Regions from separate parts of the Arachis hypogaea genome. Here region 2 is linked to region 1. The links are chromatin contacts, called in public Hi-C maps. All regions are on one chromosome and are shown on one strand. The core of a region is the stretch at or near the end of the contact, and the rest is flanking DNA. Distances in the headings are between cores, read along the strand shown. Region 1 holds the start of LOC112789617 (RING-box protein 1a). Region 2 has its middle 12 kb from the start of LOC112769680.

Evidence for each region. Hi-C and Micro-C count contacts between places; a contact is called where the count stands out from the background.
Region 2: a Hi-C map of an unstated tissue shows a contact between it and region 1, with 2.8 times the contacts expected there. The contact joins the enhancer-like site here to the promoter of LOC112789617 in region 1. A contact is called at or near these places in 2 of 8 Hi-C or Micro-C datasets (leaf and an unstated tissue).

Annotation. Positions count from the first base shown.
Region 1 is chr3:14,133,230-14,139,452 of arahy.Tifrunner.gnm2.J5K5, reverse strand. LOC112789617 (RING-box protein 1a) reads right to left here and starts at 2,280. Exons shown (of 5, transcript XM_025831581.2): 1 at 2,001-2,280; 2 at 1,853-1,903; 3 at 1,716-1,775; 4 at 335-406; 5 at 1-230. The coding sequence starts at 2,133. The coding sequence ends at 193.
Region 2 is chr3:14,167,377-14,174,417 of arahy.Tifrunner.gnm2.J5K5, reverse strand. No RefSeq gene overlaps it. Among protein-coding and RNA genes, the nearest start is that of LOC112769680, 12 kb to the left of the region's middle. Within about 2 kb of position 1,682, at least 3 of the 3 cell types and tissues checked have open chromatin away from gene starts, as enhancers often do.

The DNA of each region.
Region 1 (6,223 bases), core at 1,031-3,530:
GCATTACTCACATCAATCAGCTTTACATGCTTATCCGTCCAAGTAGACCAAATTCCATTAGACAAATGGCTTTCTTGAGATAATATATCAAGTGAACAAGCAAAATAAAATAGCAGACAGGAGATGTAAATATTCAAAAACTAAGGATAGATGGTCCATATATGTCCATGGAACTCAAGCATGACAAGGCTTCTAGTGACCATATTTCTGAAATTCCCACTCACTGTTATCTGTACCAGAACAGAAAGATAAGGTCAGCATTCAGCAAGAGGTGCAGTTTTTGAGTTCCATAGCAGCACAAACATATAGGGTAAAAATAGTTAGGCCCACATACCTAGAGGACATACTTGACGAGTCTTGAGCCATCGACTAATGCAATGGAAGTGAAAAGCATGGTTACAAACCCCTGTATAAAGTGAGAGTTAAAGCCAGAGCAAGCAACATTACGAGTAACTCTTCATATGCTAAGCAGAACAATAACCGACTAGACAGACAAACGTGATACAGAATGGCCCATCAATAATTCTATAAAACCCTGATTGTTCGACCCAAAAGATGGGAGAAAAAACTCTAAGGCATAATATTTTTGCGGAGGTATATCCAATCAAATTGCATAGCCAAAAAGTACATCCACAGTTAGCAAACTGCGAGATTATACCTCAGAAGAGAAATACTTTAAAAGCAAAAATCTGTTAAAAAATAACTGGTGCATCTGCACAATAATAATCATAACTTGTAGAAGGTAAAGAAACCAATGGACAAGCATAGAAAGGCAATCAAAACAGTCAATTCTCAATTTCTCATAGTCTAAGGCTCCAAGCCATAGCTCCACGGATCAAGGACATGCAACTAACCTCAAAATGCATTTGAAATAGAAAATTTGATATTTTGGTTCAAACTTTAAAGATGAATGATGACTTTCTTTTTATTTTTCGGGAAAAAGATGAATGATAAATTATCAACCATTCAAAGCCGTTATCTCATACCAGTAGAATGATAGAGGATATGGTATGCATTGCATACCTTGATAAAAAAACAACATACAACTATGATTCCTCAGTAACAATTGTTACTATTGCCATCGGTTGGAAGGTCAGAAAAATGCAATGTACTTTCCATAAAACATGCCAATATGTTTATTGTTCAACTTTAGAGATGTCACTGATAATATCAGTTCCTAACTTCCTATAAAGAGATACAAGTTTATTTCTTTTAAATGAAATCTTTGAATGTATATGCACTCAATATCGATGCACCAAAGGATGAATTACTTCAGTCAAATAAATAAAATAGAGGAAGAACAAGTATTTTGAAGACTAACTCAGTAAAGCTTACATCCCAGCCTAAGTGGCCATCACAATCCACACCTTTGGACTTAAACGAAAACACCAGAATTAAATTTGAGGAATATTCATGACACATCACTGTATCAAAAATCAAAAGCTGTTTCTTTTTCCTTGGCATTTCAATTCCGAAAACTACTTCAGTTAATTCGATTTGAGGAATATTCATGACACATCACTGTATCAGCTTAGGTATAAACTTACAAAACTAACCAAACTAACTGAACACTAGCTTATTTGTATGATAAGATTCACTCAATCTAATCTAACATAAACCCTAAGATGAGCGGAGAAAACATTATTTCACACTGAATCAGCAATTAATGTTTAAAACAGGAAGAACAAGATGAGAGTATGGTACGGAAACATTACCCCAAGCCACAGTGCATTCCTCGCTAGTGGCACTAGCTTGATTAGCTTGGCACTCGATACCTAAAACCACCAAACAAAAATATTTTAAAAGTGAAAGATCATAAATCGAAGTAGTTGAAGTGAAAGAAGAAACTTACAGAGATCCATGATGTGGTTCCTGCAGATGGCACAGTTATCCACAACAATATCTGCAACCAATAACAGATGCGCTTGATATTGATAATTTCAAAGTGCGAGATAAACGTACAAAAAAAAAGGAAAAGTTAGGGTTTAAGGAAAACGAACCCCAAGCCCATAGAGCAACGGCGTTCCACTTCTTGATCTCGAAGCGCTTGGGCTTCTTGGTGGAAGGGCCGGCGGCGCTGCTGGAGGGCTCGCCGGCGGGGACCATAGGAACATCGGAATCAAGTGTCGCCATTAATCTCTTTCTTTCTCTGAATTCTGGACTGTGCTGTTACCGGGATGAGTTTTTATTTGAGTTGTTTCTCGAACTTTTTTGCAACAGAATCTACGGTCGAAGGCTCCCTGTAATCGTATGTTTATGTTTTTTAAATGTTTGTTTGGTAGCTATTAAATTCATAAAAAAAGATTTTATTTAATGTATTTGATAGATTTTAACAATAAAAAATAAAAATATTTAAAAATATATATTTTTTAAAAGTTATAATTTATATTTTTTTTAAAAAGGTTTTTCTTAATTTATATAATAAATAAATAAATATTTTTATTTTATTTTATCAAAATATAATTAATAAATAAATAATTTTTTTATATAAAATATTTAAACATAAAATTATTTTTATTTTTTATAAATTTTTTTTAAAAATGATCATAACATCCAAACAAATCTTAAATATTTAGAGTTTAATTTTAACGAAACATAAAGAATTTTTTAAAATTATTTAATTAGATGGATGTATTTCAATAATTTTTTATATAATAAATTTAAAACCTAATTATTATTATGTTCTTTTTAGTAGTTATGTATAAAAAAATAGGATAAATAAGTTATTTTTATAATTAAATTTAATTAATTCATTTATATGATTTTTAATTGTGTCAATAACTTATTAAATTGATTTAATTAAATTTAGTTATTAAAATTATTTGGTTATGTTGCAACTCTGTAAAGTTAATTATAATATTTGAGAGTACATAAAATTAAATGTTTTTTTTGGTGACCCATTTAATCTATTTACGAATTCGCATGTCTTTCTTTTCTGGAGCCTTTTTTTTTTTTGGTAGGCTAATTTTTAGACCTTTGGTTTTCGTGACATGTTTCTTGACCTATATTGTGTTGTGTAATTTGTATGAGTATGTGTATGGTGATTAAATGGGTTGGGCTCACATGGTCCGTGGGTCTGATATTAGGGAATACCAGTTACTTTAACAACAATATCAAGTCCAACAAAAAAAAAACAATATCCAAAATTTAAAGAAAGGTACCAAAAAAAAGAGGAGGCATAATTTTTTTTTGAAAGAAAGAATAAGTTTAATACACAAAGTGGAGCATATAATTGTCAAAAAAAAAAAAAACCAGAGCAACTCTTATGTCATCTCCGATATATAGGAGTGGCAATGGGACGGGTAGGAACGGGTTTTTGCCCTATCCGACCCTGTCCCGCCCTACAATAACTCCCATTGAATCCACCTCGCCTCTACCTGCAGTAGTAAAATGTTAAACACTGTTTCGTCCCTGCTGGTACCCATCTCCTACTCGCTCCTATAATTATTAAAATCTAACAAATAAAATTAAATTTTAAAATTTATATAACCATCATTATAAACATAACATAAATTAAAATAAAAATTTAAATATAATACAATATGATTAATCATTTTACTAATTTTTTTATATATATTATATATACCGAGGCAGGTAGGGGCGGGTTTAACCTAAACCCGTCCCGCCCAAGAACCCGCCCCAAGCGGGTAGGGACAGGGTGGGTACCCGCGGGTTTGGGTAGTATTGCCATCCCTACTAACATAGCCATCAACAATATGAGTTAGCTATCACACCATTCTTTAGAACAACAAAACAACCTAACAACATAATCTACCACATCCATTGCCTTGTTTTGAAAGATGACTTCATTTCTACGTATCTAGATATTCCATATAATTGAAAAGAAGCCAACTAACTATTTTTTGCGAAAGTCTTTTTTTAAAGGCAATGTCCTCCAATTTTTAAAATGTTCTTCTATTGTACCTGGGATGCTCCAAGCACGTTCCACATCAGTAATCCATGTGCACCACACCAGCCAAGCATACTCACAAGTAACAAACAAATATTGCACAGATTCAACTTCCTTATTATACATCACAAAAATATTATCACTCTGTTCAATGATACCCAATCTACTCAATCGATCCTTTGTATTAACCCAGCCTACTAGCACAAACTTAGTAAACAACTCAACTCGAAGGAGAACTAGTCATTTCTAGATTCCACTTGTTTTGTGTCTAATATTATGATCCGTTGAGGTCTCTTCCTGTAATACTTACACAAATGAGTTAGTAGTATAAATATTTTTTTTGTCAAATTTTTATACCACTCTATCTTGTACTCTTACTATCAATCTCACAACTTGCAAGATATCAAGCAATTGATTCAAATTTTTTGTCTCCCATTGGCGGAGTTCCTTCCTTCATTGGAAGTTTCAAACTCACTCTATCCCATTCCAAAATTCACAGTCTCCAGTTACAGATCTTTTATTATTTGAAATCAAGAAGAGTTTCGAAAAGGAGTCTTTCAACTTTTCTTCTCGTAACCATGTATCCTCCTAAAATCTGGTTAATCTACCATCCTCTACTTCCATAGCAAGTCCGTCAATTATCTTTTCTCTGACATGTTACTCTTTTATTTGCAGTTGGCATATATCTCTTCATGGGTTCCTTTTTACTGGTAATGCTTGAGTTGACAATAACTACCCAGAATTTAAATTATTGCATGAGCACACAATCTTCTTTCATAGCGGACAATCTTCTTTAAAAACCTCCATCACCATTTAAACAATAAGACGGTATTACAAACCATCACATCTCCCACATCCAAACCTCCTAACTTTTTCGGTGCCTGAACCAACTCCCATTTTACAAGAGCCACTCCAGGTCGTCCATCGTTCTTCCCTGAAAGAACATCTTTTGCAATGAGATTATTTTTTTCGCCACCGCAACTAGCATCTTATACAAACTTAAATAGTAGATAGGTAGACTATTAATAACCAACTTGATGAGGACCAACTTTTCTGCTTTATTGAGCACTTTTGTTTTTCACAAACTAAATTTTTAAATTGGAGGTATATGTCTCTTCTTTTTAGATTTGGAGATAATATTTAATTTATACCTTAAATTTACAAGCGAACTTTAATTTAGTGTCTAAAATTCTAATTGTCTCTATTTAATCTCCAAACTTTACGAATATAACTTATGTGAGTCGCGAAAACAATTTTTGACACATAAACATTAATAGAACACTGATGTAGATAGTCGAATGTCACATTGGATTCTGTAAAACAACGGTATTTTTATTTTGACACTTAAATAGTCCGTAAACAACATCGTAAGTGGTGTTTATTGAAATTTTTCTCGTGATATAACGTCGTTTTTGAGCTATTCGAACGCCAAAATCAAAGCTGCATCATTTTATATGTTTCAGCGTGGCATCTGACTTTCTATGTCAGTGTTTCATTAGTGTTTGTGTGACGAAAATTGTCTTAATGACTAATATAAGTCATATTTATAAAGTTTGAAAATTAAATAAAAACAATTCAAATTTTAAAATTCATATGTAAATTCAAAGACCAAATTAAGTATTAACTCTTAATTTTAACTTTTGAGGCCGTTAGCATCCTCAATTTTGTTTGTCTTTTTTTTTCCCAGGCACTTAGTTTCTGTTTACATTTGTACAGCAGAAAAAAAGAAACGATAAGACTTTCTCCAAACTCAAATATAGGAATTCTGCTGGTTGTTTTTCTTGTACGATTAATAGTGTGATGTTGTATTGTAGTAAGAAGATTTGGAATTATTATTTGCTATATAGATTTCATTTGTCTAGAATTGTAGGTTTAGTTTATATAATGTAATGTTCTATACCATCAATAATTCAATATTTGTGCAGCCCTATTCAATAAAATTATCTTAAAAAAAATGCCATCCTTCTTTTAGATATTGGAAGCCTCCGGCTTGGACACATGGGGACCAAAGCAACCATGAATACCAAAAAGACCATAATAACTCACACCATTAATAATGAAAATTTTTTCTAAAGTGATAATACTAATAAAATAATAAAGTAATATTTTAATTACTTTTAAATTTATAATATTTATTATTTATAAATTTTATTATTTTAATTTAAAAATAATTAATGATATATTTTTTCTCTAAGTAATAATATAATTTTAGAGGAATCAAATCCATTAATAATCCATTATCTATATGTTATACATAAAGTAACAGTATATTTTTAATAAGTGTAGATTATCTCTCACCTTTTGATAATTTTT
Region 2 (7,041 bases), core at 433-2,932, 36 kb before region 1:
CTCATTCCATCACCTTTTTATGTTTTTTAAATACAGATATTGATCCGAGTTCTAATCTCTTGACTCTTTAGTAGATATCAGTTGTTCGGTAAACCACTTCTAAGAGGCATAAAATTATATTATATTTTTTAATCTCTTATTAACTTTACTTATCCTTTATATATCACAAGTAGGTCTACTATATTTATTTAGTAATATATATATATATATATATATATATATATATATATATATATATATATATATATATATATATATATTTCGTATCAATGATATATAATAAAATTAGCTTGAACTACATATTTTAAAAAGAGGTATCAGACTTGCCAAAGAACTATTTTTTATAAGTTGATCATTGTCTAAATCGAACTAAGATATTATCCCCCTTAAAACATAAAGTGTAATGTTACTTTATCAGTTTTTTCGTTTTAGAATATTATTTTTTTCATATCTTTACATTACCAATGTTATATCAAAAAGAATATTTTTGACAAATTATTATTGATATCAATAAAATAAGACATTATGTCGAAGCATAACTATATTTATTAGTGAAAATAAACTTTTCAACAAATCAGTGTTGACAAATAAAAGGAAATGTAAAGTTATTATTTGAACTTCCGTGATCAAGTTCAAGTGTATAAAATGTAGGGTAGTGCTAGGGAGTCAATAGCCTAAGCGTATAATGTGTACAATAGGCTAAATCTTTGTTCATGAATAAAATGAACATCACCCATACTATCCAGAATAACCATCCGAATACTAGGGATAATAAACATCCCAAAAATTTAAGTTGATTTTGGAGTTCACCAAGAATCGAACCCTTAACCTTTCGGATTTAGAACTCTAATACCATGTCATGATGTCATGAACCCACTCATCTCAAAAGCTTAACCTGACAGGACAATGTAACACTAGTGGTCATATCTCTAATACTTCCTAAACCTCCATTGTACACATTGTACGTTGAGGCCATTGACCCCTATACTTTTTCAAAAATGTATTGCTTTGTCGGTTAATCTTTAAGTGTGAAAAAGAACCAGTTTTAAAAGCTATTATTATAGTTATTGAATCTGAAATAAGTTTCAACTGCAAAAACAACTCTTCAACAAGAACTAACAGATAAATTATGACAACGGATGATTAATGATAGATAGGTGGTAGTTACAAGAACTAACAGATAAATTATGACAACGGATGATTAATGATAGATAGGTGGTAGTTACACGTAAGTTATATGTGGTTATAGATATTGTATCTTTTATTTGGACATAATTGTAATGTTTAATTTTTAGAATTCTCTATAAATAAAAAATTTTAATATAAAAAAAATTGAAATTACTTAGCAAAATATTCTAAATATCACACTCAAATGTTCTTTCCACTTCATATTTTATATTCCTTTATATTTTCTTTCTTTTTATTTTGTCTGTAATTTTTAACTTTAGGATTTTGTGAAATATATCATCTATCTATTTCAATTTCTTCCAAATTATACTTCTCTTTCTCTTAATTTTTTTTGATGTATTCTTTGCCTCGTCTACTCACGAATATTTAAAAAATCGATCATTGTTATGGACCAATTAGAAAAAAAAATAGTACAACAACGGGTCTCATCACAATGTAACACAAGTAAGCCTCAAAACCATAATGTAGACAATAGGAGTCAATAGCTTTTTCTATGATGTCATCCTAACCAGGCTTTGGTTAAAGGACAAGTCATTTTTTGGGCTTTCAATTTTGTGGACTGAGGGACAAGTCTGTCGTTTTTGTTTAATTGAAACTCCAATTGTGACATACATTTTTGGTGGTTTTCTTTTAGAAAATGCATTTTTTGTGGTTTAGATTTACATAATCCATATATTTTGGGCTGAATATCCATCTAGAAACCCATTTCTCAATATAACAACCTTCCATAAAAAACTAAAGGCCCAAACTACAAAACAACATATAGTCGAAATTAACCGAAACAAAAATAAAATCCACAATTACCAAAAAAAAAAAAAACTCCCACAAGAGATAAAGGTTCATCACATCTACAGAGAAGTAAATAATAGTGCTTATTGGCTCGCAACGCAAAGTTTGAGTAAACTTCCAGACTTTTTGTTTTTAAATCTTCCTCCAATTGAATTAAGTACAAAATTAATGTCTGGTGCTAATGGAAAAAGCACTTCAAGAGATGTAAAAGTGATGTAATTTTGTTTTTTGTTTTTAGACTTAGACCCCTACTCTAATATACCCAAAAAAAACTCCCACAGACTCAAAGTTCTACGTCCAAACAATTGCGTTTGGAAGCTTAATTATTCCGTCACAAAAAATAAAAATAAAAATAAAAATTTGTAGTGTAACTAATTTTAGAGTGGAAAAAAATGATAATAGATAAAAATAGGTCAAAACTATAGATTTGATGTACAAAGAAAACACGATTTAGATATACAACTATTATTTTTCTTTCACTAAATTAAAATATGCAATAATACACTGAGTTACATTCTGATATAAAAGTGCGATTTGAAGTATTTAAAATTGGGAAAGTCTCTGGTATAGATATGTCAAAACATCCATACACCATACTTTTGAATTATACGTGTGTGAATCTAATAAGAGATGCGTACCCGCTATTTGAAAACCTGCAAAATCAGTTCTTTAAAAAAGTGCCTTTGCATCAATGTATGGTGGAGTTACAAGATTTCTAATCAAGTTTAATTTATCTAATCTATATTCTGTAATCATCATCAATAGAGTTTATATAATTTATTATTGTTATTATTAGGCATCACCAACATGGGAGATGGCAAACAAGAATTGGAAAGGTCGCCGGAAACAAAGATCTTTACTTAGAAATATTTAGTAAAAATACAAATAATAGAGAAAAATGAAAGTTGAATTATAAAAAATAATGTAAATATAAGAAAAATTGTTGCATGCAGATACTCAAGTTCAAAGGTTCAAATCATAATTATTTTTGTATATAATTATGCAAGATAATTTTGGAGATGTAAATAAAGATTGAGATGTTTTTTTTTTATTTACGGTATTCCTCAACCCGATAGGCCAAGGACTAATCCGTCGCGGATCAGAGCTCTATTTAAGGGTCTGCCTCTGGTCAATGGGTTGCTACATGCACAAGGCAAGATTTGAACCTCCGACACTTGCTTAAGCGAACGAGTGAGTTGACCACTCGACCAACCCAAGTTGGTTGAAGATTAAGATGTTTATCATGATGGTTTATTGACAAAGATGGAGTTTTGGAAATTGAAGACATATGGTTGATTAATGATGTCATTTACTAAAAGATACCTTCATAGGATATAATATTTTGGTTTTTGTAGTTTATTAGTAGTAAACTCTAAATAGTCTCATGCATATTTTAATGAGTAGGCTTAATTTAGTGTGAGATGTATGAATACTCAAAATTATGATCATTCCAATACTTAAGGTTCATTATATAAATATATTTTGTTTAAGAATAATTTTTATTATTTAAAAATTATTGTATGGTATTATTATGTATTTATTTTTATTTTATAATAATTAACTAATTTTAATTAAAATTTTATTATTAATTATTTTGTCTCTTTTATACATTTTTTCTATTATACACAAATTTAATTTATTAATTAAAATAATTACACATGTATGAACAAAAAAATTTATTGTTTTTTGTATTTTTATTATAAAAATAACATTTATTTTTGCCAAAAAGGCAACCCTTCTATTAATTGCATATTTTGATATTAGACAACACTTGTATAGGTTGCATATTCTAAAGAAAAGGCGATGCTTTAAAAGGTTGCATATTCAAAACTAATAGGCAACACTTTAAACTATTACAAATTCAAACTTATAAGCAACACATAAAAGGGTTGAATTTTATTGCAAATAGGAAACATTTTTTAGTAGTGGCTAAAATATAAGAGAAAAGATAACATTACAAAAGTGTTGTCTCAAACACACCTTTGAAGTGTTGTTTTTCAACCAAAGGCAACACTTACCAAGTGTTGCTCTCAAAAGCGTTGCTTTGAAACAAAAAAGTGTTGCCTTGATCTAAGGCAACAGCGGCATATGTAACGCCGTTCAAAAACGTTGCCTTAGATCCGAAAGTGTTGCCATAGATCAAAAGCAACCTTTTGTCAACTTTTAGACAACACTTTTTAAATGTTGCCTCAACCTGAAAATATTGTAGTGACATATATAGAATTTTATCCAAACTTAAAATTTAAATTTAAAAACAGAATAATAATTAATTATCCTTGATTCTCATTTAATATTATGAATTATCATATTATTATTATTATATTCTTGGTCCTAGTAAAGAATAAAAATATTTTATTTGAATTAATATAATTTTTTTTATCAAAGATAGAGAGACTCAAACCTGCGACCTCTTAGATGAGTATGGAGAGACTATATCATTTGAATTATAACTCATTGGCAATATAATTATTTATTTAGTTAAATAACAAAATAATAATTAAATAATTCTTTAGCAAAGACTAGAATACTTGTTAGTGCATGATCTCATAGATTCAATACTAAGCGGGTAGTAAATTAATCAAGGTTGGTATCTAACAATACTCCTTAATGATTCGATAGTATGAAGTAATATAATTTTACTTAGAATCTAAGATCCTTAGAGTATGATTTAATTATCAAACTCTAACTTGTTAGTTGTTACTATTATTATATTGAACTGTAAATGATTTAAGAAGTTCATTTTTTCATTCAATCAATCCCTTTGGTTAAAGTTTATTTATTCCAATTATTATAATCATAGAATTCAAACTCTTTATCTAAAGTTGATGGATTCTTTATTAACTAATCATTAATTCTACAAGTATTTAAATTATACCCAATATCCATTCGACTAGTACCTTAAGACATTAGATATCCAAAATCAAAGTATAATAAATGCATTGTTAATTACTATGACAATCACAAGTCAAAGAAAACTGTATTACTATGTTCATCTTGAGTATATCCCGTTGATAAATATACGGTAATTATAACTATTAAAAATTTTCAGAGTGAATCAATTAAATAATCATATCTCTATATGCGCAATCTATATATAAAATTTAATAAATGAAATATATTAATCTATCCAAATTATTAATGTTCATTTTAATAATTCTTTGACTAAGAATAATTTAAATTAAATTATAAAATATTTATCTCTTATTATTGAGATAATTATTATTATAATGATAAATCGCTAAATTTAATTAAATATCTTATTATATTAATCTTTTAATTGAATAATACATATAATATTAATAACAAACTATTTAACATATGATAAATTGAATTGTATTATATTATTTATTCGCAACATTTATTTCATACATTTGTTTGACATTGAATAGAACTCTTCGTTAATGACAAATTTAAACAATACAAAACAAAAGAAATTGAAAGAGAAGGACATTACATTTGAAAGTAAGGGATAGAACAATTTCGAAGTAAGGGATGGTTGAAGAAAAAAAAAGGAAAGAGAAGAAGAAGAAAAATAAAATAAAATAAAACAACAATAACTGAACAACGAAAACAAAAAGGCAAAATCAAAGTGGTCCCTCTATTTTTGGGGGATTTTGTTGAAAATCATTTGTAAAGTTGGTACTACTCAAGATGATAAGATTGGCGATTGACCACAATGACTAATACTAGTCTTAAATCTTAAGTGATTACTTATATGAATATATTTTGGTAAATGTTATAGTGTTTAAAAAGTGGTATTTATTTACTAAAAAATATTAAAAATTAATATTTAATTTACAGATATAAAAATAAATAATTTTTAAAATTTAAAATTTACTATAAAAAAATAAGTTAGATAAAATTTAAGTAACAACTCATAAATATTATAGAATTGATCATATATTTTTAGGTAAAGATAATAATTAAGATGTTGATACGTATTATATTAAATATTTTAATTAAATATATCAAATTATCTAATAATTTTAGTTTAGATATATAATTATTGTTGTATTTTTTTTCTATTAATTTAAACTTAAAAAAATAATTTCTTGATATAATATCAGAATTTTGATAATTGAAAAATTTAGAATTTAATCATTTCTTGTTGTCTTAAAATATATATATATATATATATATATATATATATATATATATAAGTCAAATAAAAAGAGAAAAAAATATTTATGCAAAAATTTAAGTAAAATCTAAAAAAATTCTTAATTTAAAAAGAATATTAAAGATATAATAATTTATGTATTTTTTTATCAATTTTATATAACTTGAAAAAAAACAGTTTTATAATACTAATGTCATCTTTATGCAAAGATATTTTCATATCAGTAGAAATCTAATTAAATCTTTACATATGGATTATATTATTTTTTTACGATAATGTATTGTATGTCACGAGATAGAAGGTGAAGTTGATCTTCCATTGTAATCACTAATCAGTTGTAAATGGATTTGAATTAGACCTCTGATCTACCACCCATAAACTCAAATCACATCATTAGTGGTTGTTAACTATTTGATTGAATACCTAACATGTGATGTTAACTATATTCATCTTATTAGCCAAGTGGTTCGATTCAGACTAATTGTCTTGTCGAAGCTACTAGATCAAGGAAGTATAATAATAATTATTATCCAAATGAATTGGCTCGTATAATTAATTATTTGACACTTAATGTATTTTAAGATTTTCCTTTTCCTTATCTCAGTTATAAGTGTAAATCATATCCAACCATCGCATGGGTTAATAAACTTTGATCTTTCCGTGGCTTCGCATCATATGCAGAACTTTTAGTAAAGGACATATTGCAATAAAGTTTCTTCATTTTATCTAGCTCATTCTTTATGTGTGACTAATTGACACACTTGCTAGAAATATAATTATCCACGCTCTTCTTTTTATCTGTTTAACTTTTTAGAAAAAATAATTTTATGAGATAAAAATTTAAAATGTGATTTTTAGTGATTTCAAAAAAAAATTAGCATAAGATAAATAAAAAAAATTATGTAAAAAATTAATATAAATTTAAAATAGGTTTTTATGTGAGA